Regions from separate parts of the Mus musculus genome. Here regions 2, 3, 4 and 5 are each linked to region 1. Evidence: chromatin contacts called from public HiCAR-type, HiChIP or PLAC-seq and promoter capture Hi-C data. All regions are on one chromosome and are shown on one strand. Each heading gives the region's core, a stretch centred on a gene start, on an enhancer-like site or on the middle of the called end of the contact. The rest is flanking DNA. Distances are from core to core; before and after follow the strand shown.

Evidence for each region. Promoter capture Hi-C pulls out the DNA fragments that hold promoters and counts their contacts. HiCAR-type assays count read pairs that join an accessible place to other places. HiChIP or PLAC-seq counts read pairs in DNA pulled down with a chosen protein or histone mark.
Region 2: a contact with region 1 is called in a promoter capture Hi-C map of the HPC-7 cell line. The contact joins the enhancer-like site here to the promoter of Ddx25 in region 1. A contact is called at or near these places in 7 of 39 promoter capture datasets (the HPC-7 cell line, cranial neural crest, embryonic stem cells and 2 more), 3 of 484 Hi-C or Micro-C datasets (the G1E-ER4 cell line, the HL-1 cell line and pre-B cells), 14 of 115 datasets of contacts at active chromatin or transcription factors (acute myeloid leukemia, cardiomyocytes, embryonic fibroblasts and 6 more) and 1 of 9 other capture datasets (macrophages).
Region 3: a contact with region 1 is called in a HiCAR-type map of astrocytes, with 7 times the contacts expected there. The contact joins the promoter of Kirrel3 here to the promoter of Ddx25 in region 1. A contact is called at or near these places in 4 of 39 promoter capture datasets (the 3T3-L1 cell line, embryonic stem cells, hippocampal neurons and 1 more), 1 of 484 Hi-C or Micro-C datasets (nephron progenitors), 1 of 115 datasets of contacts at active chromatin or transcription factors (astrocytes) and 1 of 9 other capture datasets (embryonic stem cells).
Region 4: an H3K27ac HiChIP or PLAC-seq map of embryonic stem cells shows a contact between it and region 1, with 9 times the contacts expected there. The contact joins the promoter of Chek1 here to the promoter of Ddx25 in region 1. A contact is called at or near these places in 21 of 39 promoter capture datasets (the 3T3-L1 cell line, the C10 cell line, the HPC-7 cell line and 12 more), 1 of 15 datasets of contacts at CTCF or cohesin (large pre-B cells), 10 of 484 Hi-C or Micro-C datasets (CD8 T cells, the G1E-ER4 cell line, LSK cells and 5 more), 26 of 115 datasets of contacts at active chromatin or transcription factors (the 230-238 cell line, CD8 T cells, astrocytes and 12 more) and 5 of 9 other capture datasets (adipose tissue, embryonic stem cells, liver and 2 more).
Region 5: a contact with region 1 is called in a promoter capture Hi-C map of pre-B cells, with 7 times the contacts expected there. The contact joins the enhancer-like site here to the promoter of Ddx25 in region 1. A contact is called at or near these places in 3 of 39 promoter capture datasets (the 3T3-L1 cell line, hippocampal neurons and pre-B cells), 1 of 484 Hi-C or Micro-C datasets (pre-B cells) and 3 of 115 datasets of contacts at active chromatin or transcription factors (astrocytes, embryonic forebrain and large pre-B cells).

Annotation. Positions count from the first base shown.
Region 1 is chr9:35,557,013-35,559,843 of GRCm38.p6, reverse strand. It overlaps Ddx25 (DEAD box helicase 25), which reads left to right and starts at 1,374. Exons shown (of 12, transcript NM_013932.4): 1 at 1,374-1,506; 2 at 2,093-2,159; 3 at 2,415-2,462. The coding sequence starts at 1,444. Pus3 (pseudouridine synthase 3) reads right to left here and starts at 1,284. Exons shown (of 5, transcript NM_023292.5): 1 at 1,111-1,284; 2 at 327-541.
Region 2 is chr9:36,706,147-36,708,846 of GRCm38.p6, reverse strand. It overlaps Chek1 (checkpoint kinase 1), which reads left to right. Exons shown (of 13, transcript NM_007691.5): 13 at 1-365. Among named protein-coding and RNA genes, the nearest start is that of Acrv1, 14 kb to the right of the region's middle. Within about 2 kb of position 1,341, at least 1 of the 459 cell types and tissues checked has an H3K27ac peak or open chromatin away from gene starts, as enhancers often do. A contact at or near this core is called in the HPC-7 cell line, where this site is marked.
Region 3 is chr9:34,487,321-34,490,106 of GRCm38.p6, reverse strand. It overlaps Kirrel3 (kirre like nephrin family adhesion molecule 3), which reads right to left and starts at 1,376. Exons shown (of 17, transcript NM_001190911.1): 1 at 949-1,376. The coding sequence starts at 1,003.
Region 4 is chr9:36,725,352-36,728,051 of GRCm38.p6, reverse strand. Chek1 (checkpoint kinase 1) reads left to right here and starts at 1,394. Exons shown (of 13, transcript NM_007691.5): 1 at 1,394-1,489; 2 at 2,174-2,255. The coding sequence starts at 2,191.
Region 5 is chr9:37,228,724-37,231,423 of GRCm38.p6, reverse strand. Slc37a2 (solute carrier family 37 (glycerol-3-phosphate transporter), member 2) reads left to right here. Exons shown (of 19, transcript NM_001145960.1): 19 at 1-2,275. Among named protein-coding and RNA genes, the nearest start is that of Tmem218, 22 kb to the right of the region's middle. Within about 2 kb of position 1,388, at least 137 of the 459 cell types and tissues checked have an H3K27ac peak or open chromatin away from gene starts, as enhancers often do. A contact at or near this core is called in pre-B cells, where this site is marked.

The DNA of each region.
Region 1 (2,831 bases), core at 125-2,624:
TGAAAAGAATTGTGTAAAACAAAACCCAAAGTTTCCCGCCACCCCTTCCTTCCATAGCATAATTAATGGGCTTCCACTGTTCATATTTGAGCAATTTTGATGTAGTAGAGGCCCTCTAAACTAGTTACAGACTCTAAGCCCCGCCGATGGGATTTCCTAGCTGCTAGAAGTTCCAGGCACGACACGATATGCGTTGTCCTAAGTCCCATTTCATACACCAAGGCCTTCTTAAACACTTAAATACCAGGGCAGAAGGTAGCAGTTCAGCCTCCATCTGTTCATTCCTCTCTAGAACTCAAAGATGCCCAACTCAGAGTTTAACTCACCTTCCGGTCCTCAGTAGGCGGCCATGCGGCTAGCCGGAAGCTATGGCTTTCCGTCTTCAGTAAGCATGCGCGGCTTCACCAAGCGTGCGCCGACGGTTCTGGGAAATGTAGTTCGGAAGGCACGGTGTGGGCTTTTAGCCGAAGCCCACCGCATGCGCAGGTTTCTGATGCAGCTTCCTCTTTACCGCAAGCCAATACGAGAAATATAGTCTGGTCTAAAATGAGAAAAAAAGATTTTCAAATGCTGGCTATCCTATATGAAAACTAAGAGATTGAAGATCCTGTCCCAACATCGTTTAATTAACAGAAATTTAACCTTGAGAGTCGAAACATTTACTACTAGAATGTAAATGTAAGGGTTAAAGGGAAATGCTTTGACCTGAAAACACTGAAAGATTGCGACAGAACAGGGCCAAGGAATTCTGCTTCAGCACCACGGAGAGATCATGGCTCCAGTTTTGAGTTTCTGCTTTTGACAATTATAGAAATGTTGCCCCAAGTCTTAAAATTCCAGTCAGAAAACTGAAAATCCTGGTTCTTTGGTCCAAACTTAGCATAAGGTTGGACCAAAGAGCTACCCCAGAGCTGTGCAATACATGTCATAGATATAGATAGTGGTGGTCCAGATTGCTTTAAAAGGAGACCCCTCCTTAGAATAAAAATTAAAATATGCGTGTATGTGGGCACATCACAGGTATCCTGGACACATGTCCGCACTTGAGTTCTGTTTTCCTTCTGAACCTCTGGTCAAGCCCATCTCTCCCTCCACTGTGCAACCTCACACCTGGTGATGCCCAAGCGGGGCTGTCGGGAGAGATACCCGCACGAGAGCCTGCAGCGCGGTGTGTGTACCGCCTCCGTGCCCACTTTCTCTCTGCTGTGCGGATGGCCGGCTGGTCAAACGGAAAGCTCGCGGGTGTCCCGCACAGCTGCGCCCCGCACCTCTCTCCCTCCGCCCGCCCCGCGCCGGGCCCGCGCCTGCGCACTGCGCCGCGCCACGGGTGGTCGCGAGGCGGACGCCGGTCCCGGAGCCTGACCATTGGCCACTGAGCCGAGCCGGCGCTGCCCCGCGCGGGGGTGGCAGCACGTGCCAGGGGCGAGAGCGGAGACCGCAGCTATGGCGTCGTTACTTTGGGGAGGCGACGCCGGGGCGGCGGAGAGCGAGCGGCTGAACAGCCACGTAACTGCCGCTGAGCAGGGGAGGGCCCAGGGGCGGGGGCTAGAACAGGGACTCCCGAGGGAAGTCCCCTGGGAAGGGGAGCGCCCGGCCGGCGTTTAGAGCGGGGTGTCAAGTGATGGGGGGTGTCAAGTGATGGGGGGCTGGGCTGGAAAGGCCACAGAAAAGGAGACTCCCAGAAAGGACCGACCTTTGATTTGAAAGGGCAGAGACCCCCTCAGGAAATACAGAGAGAGTGCGCAGCTGCTAGTCCTATCTGTACTGAGTTTTCTCCTATCCTGGTTTTGACCATTTAGCAGGCTTCTCATCTTCATAGCCACCTTCCCCTTGTAGTTGTAAACCACCCATCACCCAGATGCTGCCCATATTCAAACTAAGAGCCCTTATAAAGAGAGACTATGGAAGCCCCCATTCTATTATATGAGAATTCATACAATTACACAGATTCTTATAATGAAATCATTAACCCTTAACATTGCAAAGGAAGCAGTTTGAGGTGGTCTTCCCTCCCCTTGCTGTAGGATAGCGCCATGCTTCTTGCTTGATGTCCTGCTTCCTAACCTTGGTTGAATTTTGTGCCTTTCAATAGTTTTCAAATCTCGTCCATCCCAGGAAGAACCTTCGTGGTATTAGGAGTACCACAGTCCCAAACATAGGTGAGTGTTGTTAGGCTAAAGCAAGACTGGCTTAATTAACACCTTTGCTTTCCCCATGTATCTGCCATGAAATAGCTTTGGCTTCCTTCCTCTCCACTGAAAATCCTCCACCTCCTCAGGCACATCGCTTTACTCTTGCAGGAGATGGCTCTGTTTGCATACACTGTAGCGTCTGTGAGACGTTCTGAGAATGCATTGTATGTTTCCACTCAACATTTTTCTTTATGCTTCTTATTTTCCCTTTTACCCTCATAGACGGCTCTCTTAACACGGAAGATGATGATGATGATGAAGACGATGTAGGTAGGAGACAAGCTCGACTGAATGTACCTATTAGCTCTGCTGCTTGGTTTACCATCGCTTTGACTGTGCTAAAAGGATTAATTTCCTTGGGAAAGCACTATCTTTGTTTTCTTTTTGAATGAATACTATGGGGGGGGAGTACTGAATTAGGAGGGGGGTGCATTCCTTTAGACTACGTTGAAATGAAAACTGCAAGGTGTAGATTAAGAATTTTCGGTTTGGCTAGGAAGATATTGCAATTAGATGTCGGTCTGCACGTGGTCAAGGGTTTGCACAACAGAGCATAAGAAACTGGGTCTTGGTAAAAGGAGGGAATCCTCGGTGCTGTGGCATTCCTTCTCGGACTTCCTTTTGTCAGGAAGATGAGAA
Region 2 (2,700 bases), core at 92-2,591, 1.1 Mb before region 1:
ATACTCTTTCATATGATCATGCATATTTGGATTGTTGCCACCTTTTGTCCATGTAATTGATACTGGTGTGAACATGAATATATAAGTACCTGCTCAAGTATGTTTTTAATTTTTTGTGTATAGACCCTGAGGTAGAATTGCTATGTCATATGATAATTGTGTGTTGTTTATTTTTTTCCGCTTATAAAATACAACAATTTATTTAAAATTTGTAACAACTGTTTTTTGAAACAGGACCTCACTGTGTAGATCAGACTGGCCTTTGGCCTGTGAACTCATTGTCCAGCCCAGGCTGTTTCTTTTTTTCCTGACTCTGTCTCCCAAATACTGTGATTACATAGCATGCCTGGCCCAACTTGACTTTGACAGGACAGCTATATTTACAGCTATGTTGTCTTTCCTGTGTAATTTTATTAACACCAAAAGCTATATCTTTAAATGTTGTACGCACACTACAGTAAATATGGGTTTTATTTATTTTTTTATTTTGAATCAAGTTTTCATGTAGTCTAGGCTGGCCTTTAACTTGCTATCCATGAGTGGATAGCTTTAAATTCCTCATCTTTCTGCCTCTACCTCCTAAGTGCTGGGATTACAGATGGCGTGACAGCTCATCTACATCTTCTCCATCCTTGGGTTTTACATAATTGTTCTTATATTTGTTGTTGCTGGGGATCCAATCTAGGATCACATTCAAGTCTTGCAAACACTTTTACTGAGCCAGATCCTTTTTTTTTTTTAAAGCAAGTTTGACAATTCTTTTTTTTTAAAAATTAATTTATTTATTATATGTGTGTACACTGTAGCTATCTTCAGACACTCCAGAAGAGGGCATTAGATTTTTGTTACGGATGGTTGTGAGCCACCATGTGGTTGCTGGGATTTGAACTCAGGACCTTTGGAAGAGCAGTCGGTGCTCTTAACCACTGAACCATCTCACCAGCCCCACTGAGCCAGATCCTTAAGCTGGGATTTTTAGTTATGCCTTTTCAGAGGTATTTGTATTGTGGTTTTTTACTGCTCTCTAGCATCTTTTCATCTAAAGTTCAAGGGCAATCTGTAGGCACAATTTTTTTGCAGCCTATTGTAATAAGGGTTCAACCTCTCTTCTTGCCCACCACCTGCTAGAGGTAGCAGAAAAGAAAAGTTATTAGAGATGGGGGAAGTAGACCTGTTTAGCAATAATTTTTAGCCCTTTAGGGGTGAGCTTGATCTTCTTTGTCCCCCGTTCAGTCCCATAGCAAACACCAAACAGAAATCAGCAACTACCGTCCGGTCCTCTTGGCAGGCAGATAACAATCTGTAGTTCAGTCCTGAGGAAACCACAAGGCTTGCCAACTGGTCCGAGGCTATGGAAGCAGCAAGAATTAGAGCAGTTCTTTGGTGAGCCTCTTCCAATGGCAGCATTACCACAAGTGGAGCTCAACAACAATATGTAGGGCCAACTAATACATGTGTGTCATTAGTGAAGAGTAGCTAGGCAGAGCAAGCCAAACCAACGCTCTTGCTCTCATTGTGTGCGGGATCATATTTATACTCCTTCATCATGTGTCCTTTCACCTGTGTCTGCTTCATGAAAACATTCTTTCACATGCCTGCTTTAGCGAGATATTCTTTTATCTGTGTGCCCCAGCAAAAAATCATTTGTCATAACTGACTTTCCGAAGAAACTTAGAAATTTCCACTTTAGCAATCTTAATCATTTCTTACATAGCAGTAGTAGTTATAATCAGTTCCTTTAGCCCACTGTCTGTGAATCTTAATTTTGCCTTTATTTCTATGGGATAATTCTGTTTCACCAGACACTGAATTTTTAGTTGATAGTGTTTGGACATTTTTTTTTTCCTTTCATTAATGTATATATCACCTCACTGCCTTTGGGCCTACAAAGGTTCTGCTGAGAAATTAACTGTTTTTATGAGACAGTGGCACTAAGTAGCCCAGGGTAACCTGGGCCTCACTGATAGACCAGGCCTACATTAAACCTGCAACTCTTCTGCCTCAGCTTCCCAATGACAGGGTTACCAATGTGTACTACTGCACCCAGCTAACTGATAATCATATTTAGGATCCTTTCTCTTCAGTGAATTGCTTTGATGCCTTCAAGAGTCCTTTTTCACCTTTAGTTTTTGATAGTGTTGTGACAGTATGTATGTCTCAGTCTTAACCATCCTGAGAGCTCATTGTATTCCCTGTGTTTGCAGATCCATGCCTGTCTTCTGATTTGGAAGCATTTCAGTCAACTAGTCTCTGTCCATCCCTTAGTCACTTGTGAGGTAGTACTGACTGTGTGATAGTGTTGTTTAAGTCCCAACTTAAATTGCTTATGTCAGGCTTCCCTTCCTCCTTATTCAATTTTAAGCCTTCGGAGTTGGTGATAATCCGTGGTAGGAATGTGTGTCAGTGCTAAAACATCTGACAGTGCTGTATGGTTGAACCGAAATCAGAGTTGCGGATTCTTGGTTTAAACCTGCTGTTAAATTCTCCAGCACCAACACTGCTTGTTTACATATTGGTTTCCTGATTGCTCTCACATCAAAACCTGTTGTTCTCTGAACACACTTGAGACCCTCCATTTAAAGTGTTTCTGTGGGGAGTGTTCAGTACAGTTTTCTTTCTTTGCATGTCTTCCAATCGTTTTGTTGAAAGCTTGGCACTTGAGGCCTGGAGATAGGGCTCGGTGGTTCAGAACTCTGGCTG
Region 3 (2,786 bases), core at 127-2,626, 1.1 Mb after region 1:
AAAGTCCTGTCCCTCCAAGAGCTGTGCTGGCAGGCACACATGCTGCCTCAGATGGCAGAGGTGGCACTGCCATTCCAAAAGAGTGGGACGGAATGGGTTGACTTGGCTCTTTCAGTCTTAATTCCACAGGTGACTGTTGATGCCTTTAGCTAAGTAGGCGCGTGCTTAGTCCTCCCTCCACCATGACCCACCCCATGACTCTCAGTGGCAAGGATCCCAGAGGTAGCAAAGTTCTTTCTGGAGAGTCCACCTGCTAGGATTGCAGAAAGGAAGCAATCGGCACCAGGGGCGAAATTCCATTTCATACACCTAATCCAGTGCTTGGTAGGATTCAGAATTCAGCCTTGCTCAGGGAAATGGGTGACATTCAATGTAACTCTTTACAAGCGTTCTTTTCCCCAGCCACTGTAAATACCCGCCTCAGAACCTTCCCTAATCGCATCCCTTTCTGCAACTGTGCAGACCTCGCACATTTGCTTTAAACACACCCGGGCAAGTTAGACCTTACTGAAACTGAAATCTCCACCTACGCCAGGCTCCCCTTTTCCAACCTGGCTAGAAAGGCGAGCAGGCACCCAGAAGTTCCGAATGGCCTAGCCACACGGATGTTACCTAATTAATATACCGGGTGCATAAAGAACTTACATGCATCGGAGAGTTGGAGTTGGACGTGGACAAGAAAGACGAGAAAGTGCAGCCTCCCCTGTTCTCCCAGCCCCTTCCTTCCGAAGGGAAACCCACAGTTCCATTTTGTAGCATTTGCAAATGCAAAGAAGCAATGCTACTTAACTGCCAATGGGCCGGCACCAAGACCCTCAGCTAGTACGAGTTCCCGAGCCTGTCCACCTCCCAGCTCTCAGCCCTCAGCCCTCAGCCACCCGCGCCCTCCGCTGCCGCCGCCGCCGCCGCCGCCGACTTTGCTCCAACTCCGGCGCGCCGGGTTCCTACCTTGACTGAAGAGGAAGAAGCAGAGGAAGAGCAAATCCAGCTGGAAAGGTCTCATTCCTCAGCGCGCGGGCAGCCGGCGGGCAACTTGGGTGTGCAGTTAGTTTCTCTTCAAGCGCGGCGGCTGGGCTCGCGGTGCTCAGCCTCCGCCGCCGGTCCTCCAGGGTTCGCGCCGACCATCTATCTGTCAGTCGGTCTGTCCCTCCTCTGGTCCGCTTAGGTCTCGTTGTGTCTCCGGGTATCTGCAGGCAGCCGAAACCAAATGCTTGTTTTCAGTCGCCTCGGGAAGCCGGGATCCTTAGCAATGTGCCCACTCGGAGCAGATCCATTCTCTGGTTCTTGGCATCCCAGGCACACGGCTTCCTCTGGCGGGCTCCTCCCACAGCGAGCGAACGAGCTAGCGAGCGGGCGAGCGAGCAAGCGAGTGACGAGTGACAGAAGGGCTCCTTTCACAGAAGCTGGGGCGGGGGGAAGAGGGAGGGGAAACAGGTCATAATTAAAGAGGAAACACTTGGAAAGGGGAACGCTTTGCAAAACGGGAGGGTTGCAGAAAGGCTGTGCTTTTCTTCTTTTCCCTAAACAGGGGGATACTCTGCTTTTGTTACCATTATTGACCAGAACGTATAGTGAGCACCGAGCGGAGCTGTGACTTTCTGTTCACACGATGTAATGTTGTTAAACGGGAGTGAAGTTACCGATGATTAGACTCGTGCACATGCATCAAAATGTGCCTGCCTTGCTGTTGCACTAGGGACTGGCAACTGGGCTAAAAGGTAGTCAGGGGTGCATCTTTCCCCAGCAGGGACTTAGCCAGTGTGTGTAGCCAAGGCTAGGGAGTTGAGATAAGCACAAGCAGGGCAGGCTTTGCATTTGGGGGACTTTCTTGGTGTGTGTGTGTGTGTGTGTGTGTGTGTGTGTGTGTGTGTGTTGTGTGCGTGTGTGATGTGGTGACTGGGGTGATGGTGGTGGTTTGTGTGTATGTGTGTGTGTGGGGGGGGGTAGAGGAGTGGAGGAGGGGGTTGGAATTGATAAGCCCTGGGTGTTTGGATCTTAGTTTGCTTGCACTGCTCCTAGAAAACAAAATGCAGGAGTTAAGAGCGAACGCAGGCAGGTTTGTGACACATACCTATTTATTACTATTATCCCAGTCTGTGTCTCCCCTAACAAGGACAGGCAGCAGTCTGTCTTTGCATTTGAGCCTCTCTCCTCTAATGAGCACTCCATCACTATAAGGATGCCTCTTCTCCAAAAGGTGCTGTGAGTTTGATTGCCAAGGAGAGGCCAAGGTCATAGGCAACAATTTCTTAAAAACCTGCAAGTCTTTTACCTGTCATGAAATCCACACTCAAATCAAACTCCATGTCCTCCATGATAGCAACATGAATTTTTCTAGGTCTATTTACTTGATACACATTTAGGCATGCCATGGGGGAAAGTAAAATTGACCATGCCTCCAGGAGCTTGTGATCCAAAGTGGAAGTTGAGTGCATACAAGACACAAACTCTAAGTATCTTACAAAGCAACACATAAAAATATGCAGTGTTATAGAGAGTGGGTGAAGAGGGACTAAAGGGAGAGATGGGGAAAATGAAAGATGCTTTCTCAATGTGCGTCATTCAACATTCAATTACAAAATCAATCATTACTTTCTGCAGTCTTTGGACCTTAGGGAGTCCTTTTAGGGATCTCTTACCCTTCCATCAGTATTACAGATATGGGGCTTTGCTGACTGCAAGGCACATTCCAACTCTGAGTTTCCACATGGATGTTAAAAAATGTTTCTTAGAATTTATGAACAACAAAGAAGCAGGGACGTATGCATAAGTGTGTACTGGTAGGA
Region 4 (2,700 bases), core at 145-2,644, 1.2 Mb before region 1:
CTACACAGAGAAACCCTGTCTCAAAAAACCAAAAAAAAAAAAAAAAAAAAAAGACTAAATCAACCTCTTGTAGATTTCAGAATATACACAGGAAATCACAAAGAAATGGAAATAATCTAATAGCTTGTTTTTAATTACACGAACCCTAAACTGATAACATGGTTTAAGTTTAAACATTTCCAGGTTAGATTTCATGGAGTTGGAGATGTAGCTCAGAGGCAATGCACTTGACTAGCCAGCACATGGTTTCATTGTTTCCTTATTTTTTGTATCCAAGTCCCTTTTCTTAGAATTGACATTTCTCTATTATGAGACTTTTGTATGCTTGGCAGGCATTCTACCATTATGCCATAAGTCTAGCCTAGTTAAGGAATATTGATTGTGCTCCCCAACCCACCTCCTTTTTTTTTTTTAGATAAGATCACACACACTCACACACCCTTGGCTCAGGCTGACCAACCTGAATCACTTTCCCTGGCTCAACCTCCCTAGACTGAGGTTATAGATGAGTCACCATTAAGTCTACTTTGCTGTTTGTTTTTTCTTGAAAGCGAGCATCTTGGTTGGGTATCTCCTGCTTTATCTCTATAGTGTGGTGGGCCACCGTGCTTGTTTAAGAAAGCTAGTACAGGCAAATAGTCGTGTGTCCCCCCCCCCCCAAAAAAAAAAAAAAGATTTAACTGGTTCTGGAGCCTCCTGTTCAGGCAATATTGGTGACTCTCACTGCACTTTCCCCTCACACATCCGCGGCGATGTGGTTTTTTTTCCCCTTCGTTTTTTTTTTTTTTTTTTTGGTAAGACTAACCCTGTATAACTCGGATTGCCTTGAACTCAAGATCTTCTTGCTTACGCTTCCCAAGTTCTAGGTCTACAAGCATGCACCACCACACTTGCTTTCCTTCGTTTTTTTTTTTTTTTTTTTTCAGAATTCCAGCAGCAGTTGCTAGCTTCTCAATTCGAATACTAAGGGGGGCACAATTGAGTTTACAGAGCACTCTGTGTCGCTTAGTTTGAGCCTTCCTCCCTGGGGCTCCGAGGTCAAGAGCAGGTCGGTTTACGTACTTAACGGTGCAGCCTTTGCAGGCTCTGAGTGGCAGGGAACCTGGGTTCTTGGCCCAACTGGTGGCGCAGTCTGGATGGAGGCTTCGGTGCCTCTGTGGAGCAACGTAAGGCGTGGCACACGCCCCGTGCCATTTCCATTTCATTCGGACTCAGAGATCAGTTCTCACCAAAGCAGTCGTCAATACCAAATCTGGTCAGCTTGTGTCTTAACTACGGCCACATCAGAATTTCAGCCAGTATTAGAAGGAAGGGTCCTTGCGCGGTCGGTCTACTGAAGTCGCTCCTCTGCAGAGCCTGGGATAGGACAACGCGCGCCGGCCCGCTTTACGGCAGAGGTGTGCGCTTTTGCGACAGCATGACGCAAGCAGGTTTTGGCGGGAAAAGCTGTGCATTTGGATTCCTGTGGCAGCTGGCAAAGGACTGCTTGGTGAGAAGGGCGTCCTGAACAGTGGGAAAGAACTCCAGCAAAGGACCCAGAGGGCTTGTTTAGTGTGGACGGGCGCGGGGAGGGAGTGGTCCAGACTAGCAGAGAGGTGGGAGGGCCGCCCGGAGCCCGGGCTGGAGCGGGTGGCCCGTGGCTCTCCAGCATAAAGGGACCAGAGCGATTGTAAGGCTCCGGGGTTCGCATGCTTTCCCGGCTCTAGGGGTCCCTGCCTCCCGCTTCTCTCCGCGGCTTGGCCCCGCCCTGTTCCCTCCCGGTGCTGGGGACACGTGCCGTTGGGGTGGGAATTGGAAGTGAGCGGGTGGGAGGAGGGGCTGCTCTGGCAGTAATTACCGTAGTTACACCCAGCTGCTCCCCACCCCCGCACCCTGACCTGCCCGCAACTCCCTTTCCGGATCATTCACCCGAAAGCTCTTGTCTTGCAACCCTGGAGCCAAGCAAGTGCTCAGTTTTGCATAAAGGCGGACGGAGGACAAACGTGGAAACAGGATTTGTGATAAACAGGACAAAATGTTCAAGTTCAGTATTATGACGTGGGTAAATATGGTTCAGATGTAAGATGAAAAGAAAGTCGTGCGGAATCATAGCAGGAGACATGGCTCAGTGGCATTACAGGTGATGAGAGTTTACACTCATCCCCAGTATTTTCTGGGATCCTGCATTTTACAGTCGCTGTGCTTGGAGTCATGGCAGTGCCTTTTGTGGAAGACTGGGATTTGGTGCAAACTTTGGGAGAAGGTGCCTATGGAGAGTAAGTTTGAGTCCTCATTTTAATTTTTTATTGCAGTGTGTGTCTGTCTGTCTGTCTGTCTGTCTGTCGTGCTATGGTGCGTGCACCTGTGGAGGTCAGAAGACAACTTGCAGGAGCTGGTTCTGTTGAAGGTTTGGAGGGATCATTAGGCCTGACAGCAAGAGGCTTAACCTGCCTGGCCATTACCATGGTCTTCCTAATTTAAATATTACCTGTTTGTTTGCTTTAGTTTTCCACCTGTTGTCTGAGTACACACTTTAAAAAAAGTCCTTTATTTCAAGTGGCAAAGAGCATGGATATTCGCATTTGTACATCAAGGCTCTGAGTGAGTGAAGCACATCCACACCTGTTCCTCCTCTTTTGTGATGGTAGACATTGAACCTAGTGCATCACTCATGCTGGGCTTATGCTCTGCCATGAGCTACATTTCTAGGCCTGTAAAACA
Region 5 (2,700 bases), core at 139-2,638, 1.7 Mb before region 1:
TGGGAACTGCAATCAGAAGGAATGGGCTGAAAGCAGAAAGGAAGGACAGGTTCAGACTCTTGCTTGTTTGGATTCCAAGGCCTGGAAAAGGTGCATCTCTCCTTCCCATGTTAAATTATAAACCTCTGTAATTATCCTGTACCTATGAGGGATTTCACCTTGTTTCAAAGGTGCTGGGCCTCTCTCTCTCTCTGTTTCTGTCTCTGTGTCTGTCTCTGTCTATGAACTATTCTTTCTGTATTTCTCCAAGTAGGACCCTGTTGATCTATCCTCCACTCGATCCTGTTGATAACTCAGCCACTTTGAAGCATTAGTGCTGCCTTTGCAGAGTCAAGGCTTGGATGGGGTACGGGAGCTGTCATAAGTACTAAATGTAGGGGAACTTGCTCTCGGGCTCTTGACCGTGTCCACCCTCAGAGCCCAGTACCTTCCTTGCCTCACTCTTAAGATGCCTCAGTGGATGAAGACATCAGGGTCAGTTTGGTGAAGACTAAGGTGTTGTATACAACTGCAAATGCCAGTGTGAATTAAGCACTGGGTGCTCAAGTCATGACAGCTGTCCTTTAAGAACAAACAGGAAGTGGCTATGGGAAGAACTTAACCCTGAACATAGGTGCCAAGTTTAGCAAGAAATGAAGATACCACTGGAAACATCTGCGTAACTGCTACTGAGCAGTTGCTAGGAGACACCTTGCAGCCACCCTCTGCCTGGTGTTCTGATGCCCCTTCCTTCCGCTCTTGAGTCCTGGTTCACGACATGCCAGGCTGACTCCTGGCATTTCCGCCTGACCTCTAAGCTGCCCATCAGCACCAATACAGATTTCCTTTGCCAACTGTGCCACTGCTTATCCTTGGTAGGGCCTGGCATAGCAGCAGCCATGGGGCTCGTGAGGGGCAGTAAAGCATTGTCACATGAACAACAAAGATTGGTGTTCTGGGGCTGCGACAGCTGTCTTTCCCAGAGGGCATTGCTCATGACATTGATAACACTGTGCAATCCAGCAGGAGCCTAGACCCCCATACAAGATACATCCATTGCATTTACTAGGATGTTGTGTCAGTCAGTGTGTTAGCTAGATACACTGGCCTCAGCAATAAAATATAAAGCTCACTTGCCTGGTTCTCACTTTAGTCCTGCAGGAAGCAGTCAGTCAGGCACATCTTATCCTCAGGACCTGGTACAGGGCAGGGGCTGGCACATGGTAGTCTGCTCAGTGTTCACAAATCCCTCAAGACCAGAAAGACTGACCTTATGTGGAAAGGACAGACTTTAAGGCAAAGCTGTGTTACTTCTGTAGGCCACTAGATGGTGATAGCATCCCGTAGTAGAGTCCAGGGCAGGCAGGGTTGCTATTCCTTCCTCTGCAGAGAAGGAAGACTCTGCTTTCCTGACACAGCCTCTTGAGAGATCAGTGTGGGAGGAGTGGTTCTAGGAGGTCTTCTCTATCTCAGCCTCATTACTTACCACATTCTTCCTGTCTCCTCATCTACACAGGGGAATAACATTGCTCAAGGCATGGGACTGGTGTGAAGGGAGATAAGTGTTAGTCACACTTGCTGCTCTTGTCTCCTTTGCAGAGAAGACAGACTATGAAAATAGAAACAACACAAGCTACAAAGCAATGACCTCAGTTGAGGGCTACATCATTCATTAGTTCAGACCTGATGCGACAGGACTGGTGGGCAGGGCCAGTAGGGGCGATCCTGGTGGCTTCACGTGTGACAGTATTTGAAGGAAGAATCCAAGGGCCTTGGATGATCAATATGAAAAGGCAGTGAGAAGCAGAAGACAGAAGAAGCTAATATAAATCTTGTCATGCTGTCCTATGCTGGGATAAGGACCAGAGCATGGACACACGCACACATGCACTCCAGGCAGGCAAGAGAGTCATTAGAAAGCTTCAAAAGATTTGTGAGAGCCCAGAGCCAGGCTTCAAAAATGAAGGCTTAGGCTGGAGGTGTAAGAAGAGGGTTGGAGAAAACCCCAAAGGCTGAGGATCACCACCCCCATGGACCGTTCTGCACTCGCTTGCCAGGCCAGGTTCTCTGCACCCTCCTCATCCCCCCAACACGCCAGCTCTGCGCACAGTTTGTTCACTAGAGGCCTGGTACCTGTCTTCTCTCAGGCCTCTGCACTCACACGGGGCTAATGCAGGAACATTACCTTAATTAGTTATTCATTTAATTTAACTTCACATTTGGTCTCAATTAAGCTTAAAATGTTCTTCCTTATAGATGCTACAATAGCACGTGTAATTAAAAGGCAATAACTCTTTGTGTTTCTCCTTTAGAGACCCACTGGGAGGCTGGGCTAGTGTGTATGAGGAGTGGCAGGTGGGAAGTAGCTGGAAGGGAAAGAGCCTCTTGTAGAGCTGAGAATTTTAAGGCTTCACTGAAGGAGTGAGGAAGGACCTAAACATGGGACCAGACAGAGGGTGGGGAGGGCCGCTGCAGGGAGCCATGAGACCTAGACAAAGCAACCGACCTTGTCCACGAGGCTATGGGAATAAGGGAGGTTTGGGGGTGGAAGGAGGCCATCCTTACAGCTAAGAAATGGAACCCTATATCCTGTAGAAGGTGTAATGCCTCCCCCCCCCCAGACTGTCTACACCCTAATTCTTAGATCCCATAAATATATTGTGCTACATGATAAACGAGACTTCTTGAGATGGGTTGTCAACTGAGCCCAGGATAACTACA